Linked DNA regions of Mus musculus: region 2 is linked to region 1. The links are chromatin contacts, called in public promoter capture Hi-C maps. All regions are on one chromosome and are shown on one strand. The core of a region is the stretch at or near the end of the contact, and the rest is flanking DNA. Distances in the headings are between cores, read along the strand shown. Region 1 holds the start of G430095P16Rik (RIKEN cDNA G430095P16 gene). Region 2 overlaps Nfix (nuclear factor I/X).

Region 1 (6,000 bases), core at 2,117-4,616:
CTCGTTTGTTGGATGGCACTTTCAGGCTCTCGGGCTGATGGCAAGGAGCGGGATGAGGAGCTCAGAGTTGCTAGCTGACCTATCGGCATTGTGGGTAGAGCAGACGGCTACCAAGCCTATAGTACCATTTATTGAGGGCATGGCCTCTTCTTCATAGATCCCTTGCCTCTAGAGACCTGCCTAGCCTTGTGGTTCCCTGGATTAAATCATTTCCCCCAGTTGGGCCCAGGGTTGTGTGTGAGGCCACTTGGCTTCCTGAGGCAAGGGCAGCCTTTGTTTTGGAAGGTACTCAGTAGCATTCCTGGCTCCACCACTAGATGCCAGTAGCAAACATCTACCCCTTCTTTAGTCGGTTGTTTTTGTTTTGCAACAGGGCCTAGCTATGTAACAGCTAGGCTGGCCTCACGCTCTAAATGCCCTTACCTCAGCCTCCCAAGTGCTGGGATTACAGGGTGCATCCGGCCAGCCTATTGGATGACTATAAATGTCCTTAGACATTGCCGGGTGCCCTCCCTCGGGGAGACAGATTTGAAGTAGACTAACCCTAGCCCTGGGGCCCAGCTTTACAGAGAAGCTTAGAACTGAGGGTGTGGAAGAGCAGAACTGTCTTGGGAAACTAGCAAAGAACAGAGATTCTGTCGAGCCCAGAGGAAGCAGCCTAGACCTTCCCAGTCCTCACTGAGCTGGCTTCCTGCTGAGTCCAGCCAAGGGCTGCTCCAGGACAGGCTGGTCAGATAGGCAGCCTAGAAGCCCAGAGGGACAGATTTATACACACCAAAAGCTGTGAATGTCCTTGAGGCATTGGGACCTGAAAGTGCAGACCTGCCATCGTACGTACAGTGGATACAGAACTTGCCCAGTGTAGATGGAGCTGGGGACACTCTGGATAGGGCTGGGGACCGGCCTTCATGGTTTGAACCAGGTGTCTGGTAGAGAACGGGCTGAGAGAGCTGGTGCAGCCTCTGGCTTTGGCTCTGCTTCCCGTGCAACGACAAGCAAAGCTGACCTCCTGGTCTTAGGCAGAGGGAGTGGACTTGCCACCCTCTCGAGCACCAATGGGGACTGCTCTGTGGAAAGGCACCCCCAGCATGACCTGGAGGTCCCTCACAGGATCTCCCTGTGGCAGACAGGGTCTGGGCCAGTGTGACCTACACACACCCCTAGGGGAATCTCTGGAGGTGGGTAGAGAGGGAGCTGAGAAGTTTGAAGATTGCTGTGTGCCAGGTCCCAGCCAGACTCGCCCTTGGGCAGGTGACATCTGCAAGGACTGCTGCTAGGGTACCTTGAGGACCCGCTGACTGCCTGTGACTCCATGTTCCCAAGAGCCCCCTTGCCAGGCTTCTGCAGTCTGCCCTCTGTCTGCTCTACCGCCTGCCCATTTCTGCTGCTTCTGGTAGTTCTGCCATGCACTGCGCCCCCAGAATCCCTTATACCCCAACTTGTCGTCGTTTCCCTGGGCTGCGACAAATCGCCAATTAAGCAGCCCAGCTGCAGGATGGGAACAGCTGGGTAGGCACTGTGCAGCAGCAGGGACAGCTGTGCACAGCTGGTGGGGCACTCCCCCCTCCTCATCATGCCAGCTATCAGGTGGTACACAGCTGCCGCCAGATAACACCTCTGCTGGTCGCTGGGAGCTCGCCCTCCCCCCTCCCCCCAATTCTCTCTGTGGTTGAAACTCTGAGTTTCTGTTCTGCAGCCCCCTTTCCCATCAAAAACAAATAGATTTATCCCTCAAAGATCGAAGCTCAAAGTCTGCCTCACCTCCACCTTTGCCTGGTCAGTCTGGGCATGGCCTTGAAGCTAAGTCCAGGATAAGAGATACCGAAAGAGTGTGCTCCTGGGAGCTGTTTGACAGCCTGTCACCTGGAACTGTGCATACTGGACAGAGATGGTGTTGGCTTGCAATCTCTTGACTGTCAAAGGCAAAGCCCAGATGGGGGTCTTTTTGTACCCGTCTCTGGCTAATACCGCCCTTGCCTTTGGCAACAGGGCAGAGAAGAGCCCCACTCTCTGAGCCCTATGGCCAGGGCAGTCCTTGCCTCTAGTTGTTCCCAGGGTGCTCCCAGCTCTGGCTCCTGCCTTTGTTCTCCTTTTGCTGCTTTGGAGGGCTTCTAACCATGCTTTCCCTTTTCCTTTTCTCCAGAAAGAGAGTGCTGGTTTCTTCAGGCCAGGGTGTCTTGTCACAGCCCCCAGCCTGTGCGTCCCACCCTTGGCGCTCTGGCTCCTTTCATGGCTCTCCAGCAGGCATCTGTGGGCTCCTCGTGCATCCCTTCCTAGATGCCAGCCTTGTACCCATTTTAATTCCTTTATCGACCGTCAGGAGCAGGATGCTTTCCTCTGCCAGCCACCCTTGCCCAGCATATCCTCCCACATGTTACCAGGGGCCTCATTTTCCTCTCTGCAGAAGCAACTGTAGCCAGATTGCACCCCTGAGGTCAGGCCCCAGGAGGAGCAGAGCAGGGCCCGAGGTGGAGGAAGGGCTGCTGGGTGCTGAGAAGAGAAGGAGCGGGCTGCTTAGCTGGCTTCCTACCCCAGCCAGCTAAACCTGCGTGTTGCTGCTTCCTCCCCCCAGGCCCTGCTTCTCTAAAGAAGTCAGGAAAGCTGGACTTCTGCAGCGCCCTCTCCTCTCAGGGCAGTTCCCCACGCATGGCTTTCACCCACCACCCGCTGCCTGTGCTTGCTGGAGTCAGACCAGGTGAGAGATGGGGGCGGGGCTTAAGGGGACACTGCGGGAGGCAGCCACAGCAAGGGGCAGCTGGCCAGGAGCAACAGGGGGCCAGGGATCAATCTAAGTTATAGATCTGGGCTCCCCAAGTGGGTCGTGGCACAGCAGTGGGGTGGCATGGGATGGGCAGTGTAACTCTGAGAACCAGGCTGCCCACTCGGTTCCTAGAATCCCTCCCACATGCTAACTCTGGCTGTGTTAAGTCTGTGTTGGGTGCATGGTCTGCACATGCTCACTGGGAGCTGCATGCAGCCTCCCCCTCCCCCACCAGCAAGTAGTTGAGCCAAGTTGCTCTCCTGTGGATTAGAAAGAGTACTGCTCAGCAGTCCAGGTTCCTGGTGTCTGTCCTAGAGCAAACCGGCACCAAATCTGGGCCTCCCTGCTTTTCCCAGAAGTGAAGGGCTGGGCCAGAAGGACAAGGCTCACCATGAAAAGGACTGTCTTGCTGCTCTGAGGGCATCTTCAGGCCCTGAGAAGATGCTGGATCTTCCTGAGGGTGGGGCCAGGCAGGATACCCGGGAACCTGGCCCTCCTGCACGTGCTGCTTCCGCCTCAGCACCCATCTGGCAGCAAAGGCCTGGCTTTTGTTTGCACATGGCCCTGTATCTGCCATGCCTCTCTTCTCTTCTGTAGGACGCGACAGGGAGGTTTACCTCCCGGCTTCCTCCTTGGGGCCTCCTGGCTTAGAGCCCAGAGGCAGCCAGCACTGGGGCAGGGTGTGGTGGCCACAAGGTGGGGGCAGGGAGCCCAGGCCTTGTGCAGGCGGCAGGAGGGAGGCAGGCTCCACCCTGCTGCGCTCCATTTTTATGAACTCCAGAGAGAAGCCAAGTTTCCTCAGCCCCCTAATGAAACTGAGAGCAAGAGTGAGCTGATTGGAAACAGACAGGAAGGGGGAGAACTTGAGGAAGAGCTGAGGCCTGTACAGGGGTAGGAACTGTGAGTTCACAGCGGCAGGGCCAACACATGAGGGGGGCCTAAGCATCCACTTACACATTTGGAGTTGTGTGTGTGCCGGGTGCCGATCCTGCACAGGCAGGGTCTGCTTGTCCAGAGACCACGGGGCTGTGGTAATCTGGTGTCGGTCCTTTCAGGCAGGCTCACACCTAGGACGGGGCAAGTGAGGTGTTTGCCAAGGGTAAAAGAAGGAAAATGTCAAGGATACTAAAAAAACTCAACCGGCAATAAGTAACATATTAGTGTGTTGTTTCTAAACAGTAAAAACAGTTGCAAAGCATAGGGTGAGTCTAACACCTGAAATCCCAGCACACAGGAGGCTGAGGCAGGAGGATCAAGAATTGGAGGCCCTATGACTGTCTCAAAAACCAAACAAGAGCAAAACCTTATGAGAAGCAAGTAACATTGTAACAGTTTGCTGGGACTGAGGCGTGGTGGCAGAAAGCACACCCCAGTACTGCAAAGACAAAAGAAAATCAACCATCCGAAAACAAACAACAAGAAAGTGCCCAGCACGTGCCTGCGAGGGTCCAGAATTTAAGGTCATCAAGTTCAGCCCCGGCTACAAGATAGCAACAAACCAACCAGAAAAGCAACATCCTAACAATTTTAAATAGGCCAACCCAACCCTGCGCTGGTAGCTGGCTGTTCACCTGCCTCAGCTAACCCCCACGCCAGCTCCCGGCAAACAGTATTTATAAAAGCAAGCAGCTGGCCCTCAGGTACTAGCCTGCCAGTTTATTTTATTTTATTGCATTGATTTTTTTTTTAACTTAGATGACTGAGGCGTTTTGTGCCTGACACAGTGCTTCTGCCCCATCCTGCCTCTTCCTCAGGACCCTCAGCCCTTTTGCCAGCCGTTGTGTCTTGCTTTTCCACGTGGCTGTTCTCACACCCTTTCTCTCCCCTGCCTGTGTGCACACAGGGAGCCCCCGGGCCACGGCATCAGCGCTGCACTTCCCTTCCACGTCCATCATCCAGCAGTCGAGCCCGTATTTCACACACCCAACCATCCGCTACCACCACCACCATGGGCAGGACTCGCTGAAGGAGTTTGTGCAGTTTGTGTGCTCTGACGGCTCGGGTCAGGCCACCGGACAGGTGAGTCCAGAGGGCGCAGGAGGCCCTGTAGCCTCATCTCTTTGTCTGTGTGTCTGTCTCTCTGTCTGTCTGTCCATCTGTCCGTCTAAGGGCTCACAAGGATAGGGCCAAGAATCTGGAACATACATGGAGTTGAAGCAGCAGAGAGCCCATAGAATCTACCTTGTGGTCAGTTTTACTGGACTTGGGGCCAAGGTCTGAGGATTGTGCTAGGGCCTGTTGGTTAGGGTTGGAGAGTTGGGGCAGCTGTCCAACCCTCCCTTTGGGGCTTCTTGCCCTTCCTGTTGACCTGTGGTTCCCAGCAGGAATGAGCCTATAATTTGTCCAGTCTAGGCCTTGGACCACCACCTCTTCCTAAAATTTAGAGGGTCAAGAATTTGACAGATTCTGGACTGAATTTGACTGGCTCATCACTGTTGATGTTTGGACTGTAAATTCTTCCTAGTGTGAGGCTGCCCTGGACTCTGTGGGAGGCATCCTGGGCCCCCACCTGACAGATGCCAGGAGTGCCTCCTCCCCCCCCCCCCAGTTATGGCCATCAGAGCTGTCTCTGGCTTTCAGTAGGCCTCACGAGAAGGTAAAGATAGACTCCTATGTCAGGACTCTTAACAAAGGGCTTCCACACTGTCATGATGTAGAAAGTCCTTCTGATCCATAATTCTGTGCGACAGCGAGGCTCTGTGTGGATCCCTTCTCTGTTAGCCAGCTCCAGGGCCTGGTCCAAACTCAAGGTGTTCAGCAAAGGGATTATCCAGGAAGATCCTGGGCCAGAGATGCTGGCAGGACATGTTCAGTCTCTAGGGGTCACTTGAGATGAGACGTGATGGTTCAGACTTCTGTGGAGTTCTACAGTCCCGCAGCATGCAAACTCCCCAGCTCCTCTCTCAGCTGGTCCAGATGTCAGCAGGAAGATGCTCGAGGGGCTTGGGAAACAAGTTGGGAGAGGCATTCTGGAAGTCCACACCAGAGGCAGTCCGGGGGGGAGAGCAGTGGCCCTCTGTTGTCCAGCCAGGCTGCCTCGATGTGCTCCTGGAAGAATGGGTGTTTTCTGGTTCTGGGGTAGTTCTGGCTGGGCTAGGGTCTGCATCCTGGCTCTCTGTCCATTCTGGGACTGGCCCTGCCTCCTCTGGCTTGCTCCCCTGTCCCCACCCTTCTGCTGTCCTCTTCTTTCCCACAACAGTTTCTCTTGCTGACTCTACAGCTCAGCACATTGTCGGCCT
Region 2 (6,000 bases), core at 1,847-4,346, 43 kb before region 1:
TGGAGTTGAGGTGGATGGTGTGTGTGAGGAAGGAAACCACTTCCCAGCCAGCCTCCTGGCTGTACTGACCTGGCAGGTGGAAGGGGCAAGGGAAGGCACAAGGCTTTCTATCCCCAGCTAATGAGATCATTCGTCCAGAAATACGAGTGAATTCATAGTACACTGCGTGTTGCCAGGGCCGCTTCTGGCCAGGCCGAGACTGACCGAGCTGCAGCAAATACTCGGTACATGACTGAAGACATATTCTTTGTTAATCAAGGCCTAGACTTTAGACAGTAACTTTGAATGTTCAGGATTTCTTACCGGATTGGCTAGAATTTCAGGGTACCCTTTTGGAGGAAATTCAGGCATTGGTAAGGCCAGGACCACTCACTCACTGGGCCTCATTGCCTGCTCCTCACTGGGTGGTTCTGGTGTGACAGAAAACATCCTCTGACTGCTATTGATTCTGTGGCCTTACCTTCTCCATTATCTTTCCCCAAAAAAATACCCAGCTGAGCCACAGTGTAAGAAATGGGGACCAGGGTTGGGTGTTAGAGAGATGGCTCTGTGGTTAAGAACACTTGCTCTTCCAGAGGACCTGAGTTTTGTGTGCCTGCAGGGCTTCACAACCCTCTATAACCCCAGTTCCAGAGTCTCTGACCCATTCTTCTGACCTCTGCAGGCACACAGTGCCCAGACATATAGGTAGGCAGGACACTCAGACACATAAAAACCAAGCAAATTTTTAAAAATAGAAGCTGGGTTGAAGAGTTGGGTGCGGCCAAGTGGATGGTGCCAGATTTTATGATCCTGCTCGAGATGGCAAGAGCCGTGAGGATCTGACTTTGCATCTAGGTACGACTGTCACCCAGACCCTCACTGGCCCCTGTGCCCCAGAAGATTCAAGAGATTGCACAATGTGAGGACAGATACGGGTGACTTCTAGAATTGTTCTAAGAGGCTGCCACAAAGCCACCTATCTGCTGTGAAGGACGGTCACCATGCACCTGCTCGTCCGTCTGCATTCAGCAGGGGAAGCTGAGGCAGGACTGAAGCGAGAAACCCTGTCCAGGAGATGCGAAGGCCTATTTCCTTGGGACGACTTTTCATCCAGAAAGGGGGTCCCAGAGCAGGCAGTGTGGCAGCAGGAGTGGGGGCGGGAGGGCTCTGCATCGTGGAGAGGTGTGGCCAAGTAGGCCTGGCAGCCATGCCAACAGTCCCGGAGGTCAACCCTCACAGACCAAACCAAACCTTGGTTTCAGTCCTAGCAAAGAAAATGAAATTCAGAACTATCAAAATTCTTCCCCTCTTGGTAGGCGCGCGCCTCCTATACCCATCACAGGACCTAGAGTCCTTGACTCGGATTAGGCTCAAATCATACATGTCCCCATTGCCCACTAGGACAGGGTATCACAGCCTGTCCTCATCTGAGATTTCAAAAAGTCAGTTTTGTATGTGTGTTTTGTTTTTGGTTTTTTGTTTTTGTTATTTTGTGGTTTTTTTGTTTGTTTTTTTGTTTGCTTGTTTCTGTTTTGTTTTGTTTGTTTGTTTTGAGACAGGGTCTCACTGTGTATCTCTGGCTGTCCTGGAACGCTCACTATGGAATCAGGTTGGCCTTGAACTCAGAGATCCCCCTGCCTCTGCCTCCCTGGTGCTAGGATTAAAGGACTGCTCCACTGCACACAGCTCAGCAGTCTTTTGTGTCATGGTACCTCCATTCCCCAGCTATCAACATATGCTTTTGTTTATAATTCATCTAAGTGAGAACCCAAATAAGATTGTTCCTGCATGACCACGGCCGCCCCCCCCCCCAACACCCTGCCTGGTACTGGTGGGTGCTTCATGTCACCGTTGCCCTCCTCCTGATCTTCACGACTGTTCTGGGGGCCATTCCACCCATGTGGGACCACTGCATACTGGACTCTGTGGTCCAGTGTGCTACCAGGCCCTGGGGCGGGCAGGCTCAGCCATATTTGTCATAGGGAATGAGATAGTAACTCGGGCTTCGCCTTGCGAAGTTCTTTTAAGTATGAGATGTTACAGTTTGATTCTGCTGCTCCCAGGAGTTGAGCTTAGCATTCACACTAGCCTTGAGGCTCGAGTGAGAGTGAGCAAGGATGCCTCCACCAGCAGTGGCTATGGCTTGTTCCTGCTTCACGCTCTAAAACTGTTGTGAGTTCCCAACCCTTCTGGTGAGCCTGGTGCACGTGGGAAAGACCAGCACAGCCTGGCTCCCTTTTGAGATCCACCCTGAGCACTGGCCCTTCCTTACCTACTTGTCTGGGTCTTAAGGCATCGCCATCTGGTATCAGGGTTGGCAGAGACCGTGGGGTCCGGGAACGCAGTTAGTGACATTAGCAAGTTCTCTGGGTTATTTTGTGATGCAACGTCGAGTCCCCTTGAGACGTTTCTATAGGCAGGCAGTGCCACCATTGCTTTGGTGGTTAAGTCTTATTTCCTCTGTCTCACAGGCTTGAGTCAGCTTATACCTAGGCCATCCTTGGATGGCAGCTGCCACAGTGACCACTGTTAGGGTTTACTGAGCCCGACCCAACATGCCTCTCTGCCTCCTTCACCTGTTGTCCTGGGGTTGTCCAGGTAGAAGCAGGGTGATCTCACTGTGTCGGCTTCCCTCCTTCCCACCCTCCTCCTCAGTGGCCTCCTCAGTGTCCACAGCCCTGCCAGAGTCCTAGGGCACTTGCCATCTTCAGGGCCTTCTGCTACGTAATACTCAAATCTCAGAGCAAAACAACAGTGCCTGGCTCCTGTGCACGGTTCTTAGGAACTGCAACAGGATAGCAGAGGCCCTCAACAAGTACAGGGCCTGCAGCCCTGACTGTGGACAGACTACTCTGACCCCTCTTCAGGCTTGGGCTTATTTATGGAGCCCTTGACCACCTGCTTCTGTCCCCTTTGTCCACAGTGTTGTCTGCCCAGCCAGTCAGGAAGCTTACTGCATGCGGGTCCCAGGGGTCCTGGTAGTGCGCTCTCTATGCGGACTAGACTAGAGCTGTAACACGAGGGAGAAAACGAAACAGCTTTGTCTGAGCTTGTGCTTACAGACGTCAGACCATGAGTGAGCCAAAGCCCGCTGGATGGTCCAGTCTGAATTATGGGTACAGTGACCAGCTGTACTCTGTCATCAGCCCAGAGGAAACAGGCTGTTCTGCAGCAGGAGCGTTGGGGGCTAGCCACCAGAAGGACTTCCCGAGGAATTGTTTTACTTTTTGGCTGTGCCAAAGAGAGTGGAAGAATGTCCTTTATGAGGAGCACACTTAGCCTATGGTCGCAGAGCTCTGGGAAGTAGGAAATCCTTTCTGAGCTTAGCAGGCAGGAGCCAGGTGATAGCTTCTAGAAAGTTCCATCTAGTATACCCGGTAGGCATGAACCTGAGGTAATCCTTGCTGGTGAGAGGCAAGGCCTTCAGGGCTTCCTTGGGGGCAGCTCAGTTCATGGAGGCCATGAAGGGAAGTCAGGCTCCTTTTTGCAGAGATGGGGCACAGACAGGCAGTGAGACCCATGCCAGGTTCTCTCTCCACGCCAGTGTCCGGTGGCAGTGAGTGTCCCCACTTTTTTGCCTGGAGAAGGTAGCTGCCTCCCAGCCCTTTCTGCCTTCCTCTCGAAGGAGCTGCCACGCTTAGGTTATTTTATCCTTCACTGTCCGATTGATTCAGAAGCCTTTTCAAAGGCTCCAGCCGTGTCAGCGTGTCAGCGCAGGGCTTGCACAAAAGGCCTCTTTGATTTCTTGTTTGTTTTCATTTGCCTGCGGAGGGGGAGGGGGCCCCCAGAGAAAGAGCTCCTGGGTTTCAAAATTTTTATTTGGGTTGTTTCATTCTGGGAGCTGGCTCCCTGGGACTTCTGTCTCAGTTAGGGAGGGACCAGTGGCTGGGCAGAGGGTGCCCGTGGCCCCCGGAGCAGGTGTAGGGCTCAGGGCACTCATCCCACAGTGGACCGCTGAGAGGCTCTTCTCAGCAACTAGGCCCACAGATGGGGAATCCAGCTCACGTTGAAGCCTGTGTCTGGAGTCATGAAAGGTCCCAAGTGCCTGACGGTAAATGACTTGTCCCTGTTCCTTGTGTCCCCTGAGGACTGGAGTGGCACCCAATTCCATCATTTTCTTCCTGGTTCTCTGGACTGAGAGCATGAAACCTCTATAATACGAACTTCTCGCTAAAGGGTGTTTGGTGTCTTTGAAAACAGACAGAGCCTTTCCTGCCCCAGGCAGGAATGGAGGGAGGGATGCAGGTCTCCTTAGTGACTGCTCATCTTTCTGGGTGAGAATGGAATCTAGAGAGCAGGCATGCCACTTGTATAGGGCTGAGGGCAGAATGGCCCCCGCGGAGGCCCCTATTAGCAGAGTTGAGGCTGGAACTAAATGGAGGATCACCCTGGTTCACAGATGCCGACGACAAGGGACATTTAGGCCAGCCCTTGCCAAGGGCATGCCTGAAACCGTTGTGCATGGACCCCAGCACAACCAGGAAGAATGGTGGTGCATACTGTCAGGCCCTGGGGGGGAGTGGTGGAGACTCAGGCTTGGGCAGGTGGTCACAGTCATCAGCAACAGGGACGTGTGCCCACTGGGTGAGGGGGGGGGCTGCGTAGGGCCTGCTTGGCAGACGGGAGGAGGAGGCTGGGGGGCTGAGAGATAGATAAATATAGCTGATGGCATTTCTGATGGTAGGTTTTTCTTGGCACTGAGGGCACCATGGAAAACTGCACGACAAACGCCCGGCCCTACAGGCCGCCGTCGCCATTTTAAGCATATTTGAGCCGAAGGGTTGTTGGCATTAGAACAGGGTCCCAGAAGGCAGAGGGGCTGGGGTAGGGTGGTTTGGCTGCATCAGGCTGTCCCCTTTTCTCTCTAAGCGTGCCTGGGTCTCTGACTTTATCTCTATAGATACTTAATACCTGGTTTTCTGTCCCCTCTGGTGATGTGAAAAACACATATGTTTGCAGGTTGCCCTTTGCATTACCTCTTTCCCAGGCTGTTGCCCACCCCCACCAGCTGCCATGGCCAGGCAGCCCACCATTCAGCCCTTCCCCGTTTTCCATGTCTTAGTGGTGATGCAGCTACTGCTACCCTAGGGGTAGGTCTCCATTTGTTGGTATTTGGGGAACCCCAGTAACTTAAGGGTACTTGTCTACCCAGTCTACCAGAAACTGTCCTCTAATGATGGAGGAAAGGAATTGTCCCCTCTGGAGATGTGGAGTAGAGTTAGCAGTCCACGTGGTTCCTCCCCAGTCCCTCCCAGCAACCTGTCTTAAATCTACCGGCCTGGCTGGGTGTGTGTGTGTGCTGCTCTGGAGAGACCAGGCCTAGGGAGGGGTGACTGCCCTGCTGCACACCTTGCGGGCACTTGAAAGACCAGCAGGAGTTAGCTCATCCCGCCAGCTGACTGAGCCTTTCAGCCTGCAGAGGGCTGACTTCCTCCTTTCAGAGGTGGACTGATGTAGACAGGCAGGCAGGTGTCATTTTATATCACTCTGTAGAGGAGGAGACTGGAAGAGATGGCAAGGGACTTAGGTCACTGTGAATTTCTGCAAAAAGAGGTTCCAGGTCCCCTTGGCCTGCGATCCTTCAAGCTCCTTGAACTTCACCAAGCCTTGGCGGAGTTCTCATGAGTCCCCATGGCAGTCATTTCCAGCCCTGTAGTACCTGCTGCTGTCTAGAAGGGGCCGGAGCCCCGCTTGTAGCTCAGCTCAAGGGGTCCCCCAGCTGCTAAGCATATGGGCGAAGACACAGGGCAGACCCCTGATACTGTTCTCAATCATGGCCACCTTTTCTGGAGATGCTCCCTGCTCCCTGATCTACATAGACAGGAGCTAGGGCTCAGGTTATTTGGACTCTCCCTTTTGCAGCCACCAGGGACAGTTCTTGTCACACCTCCTTGGGGCTCAGGATATCACTCACTGGCCTTGGGTGGTGGAGTATGCAGGAGATCCAGGTGCAGGGCCAGGCAAACAGGATTTGGGATCCACAATGCTTGCCCTGCCACACCCTTTTCCTGGGAGTTT

Evidence for each region. Promoter capture Hi-C pulls out the DNA fragments that hold promoters and counts their contacts.
Region 2: a promoter capture Hi-C map of neural stem cells shows a contact between it and region 1. The contact joins the enhancer-like site here to the promoter of G430095P16Rik in region 1. A contact is called at or near these places in 20 of 39 promoter capture datasets (3T3-L1-derived adipocytes, the C10 cell line, the HPC-7 cell line and 11 more), 2 of 15 datasets of contacts at CTCF or cohesin (the NIH/3T3 cell line and embryonic stem cells), 20 of 484 Hi-C or Micro-C datasets (the AML12 cell line, the C2C12 cell line, the G1E-ER4 cell line and 15 more), 23 of 115 datasets of contacts at active chromatin or transcription factors (the HPC-7 cell line, the SCID.adh cell line, acute myeloid leukemia and 18 more) and 4 of 9 other capture datasets (adipose tissue, embryonic trunk, liver and 1 more).

The regions. Positions count from the first base shown.
Region 1 is chr8:84,720,423-84,726,422 of GRCm38.p6, reverse strand. G430095P16Rik (RIKEN cDNA G430095P16 gene) reads right to left here and starts at 3,366. Exons shown (of 2, transcript NR_169084.1): 1 at 3,152-3,366; 2 at 1-34. It overlaps Nfix (nuclear factor I/X), which reads left to right. Exons shown (of 11, transcript NM_001371053.1): 7 at 2,573-2,695; 8 at 4,605-4,780.
Region 2 is chr8:84,763,632-84,769,631 of GRCm38.p6, reverse strand. All of the region lies in intron 2 of Nfix (nuclear factor I/X), which reads left to right. Among named protein-coding and RNA genes, the nearest start is that of Nfix, 34 kb to the left of the region's middle. Within about 2 kb of position 3,096, at least 38 of the 459 cell types and tissues checked have an H3K27ac peak or open chromatin away from gene starts, as enhancers often do. A contact at or near this core is called in cerebral cortex, cortical glia, cortical neurons and 5 more, where this site is marked.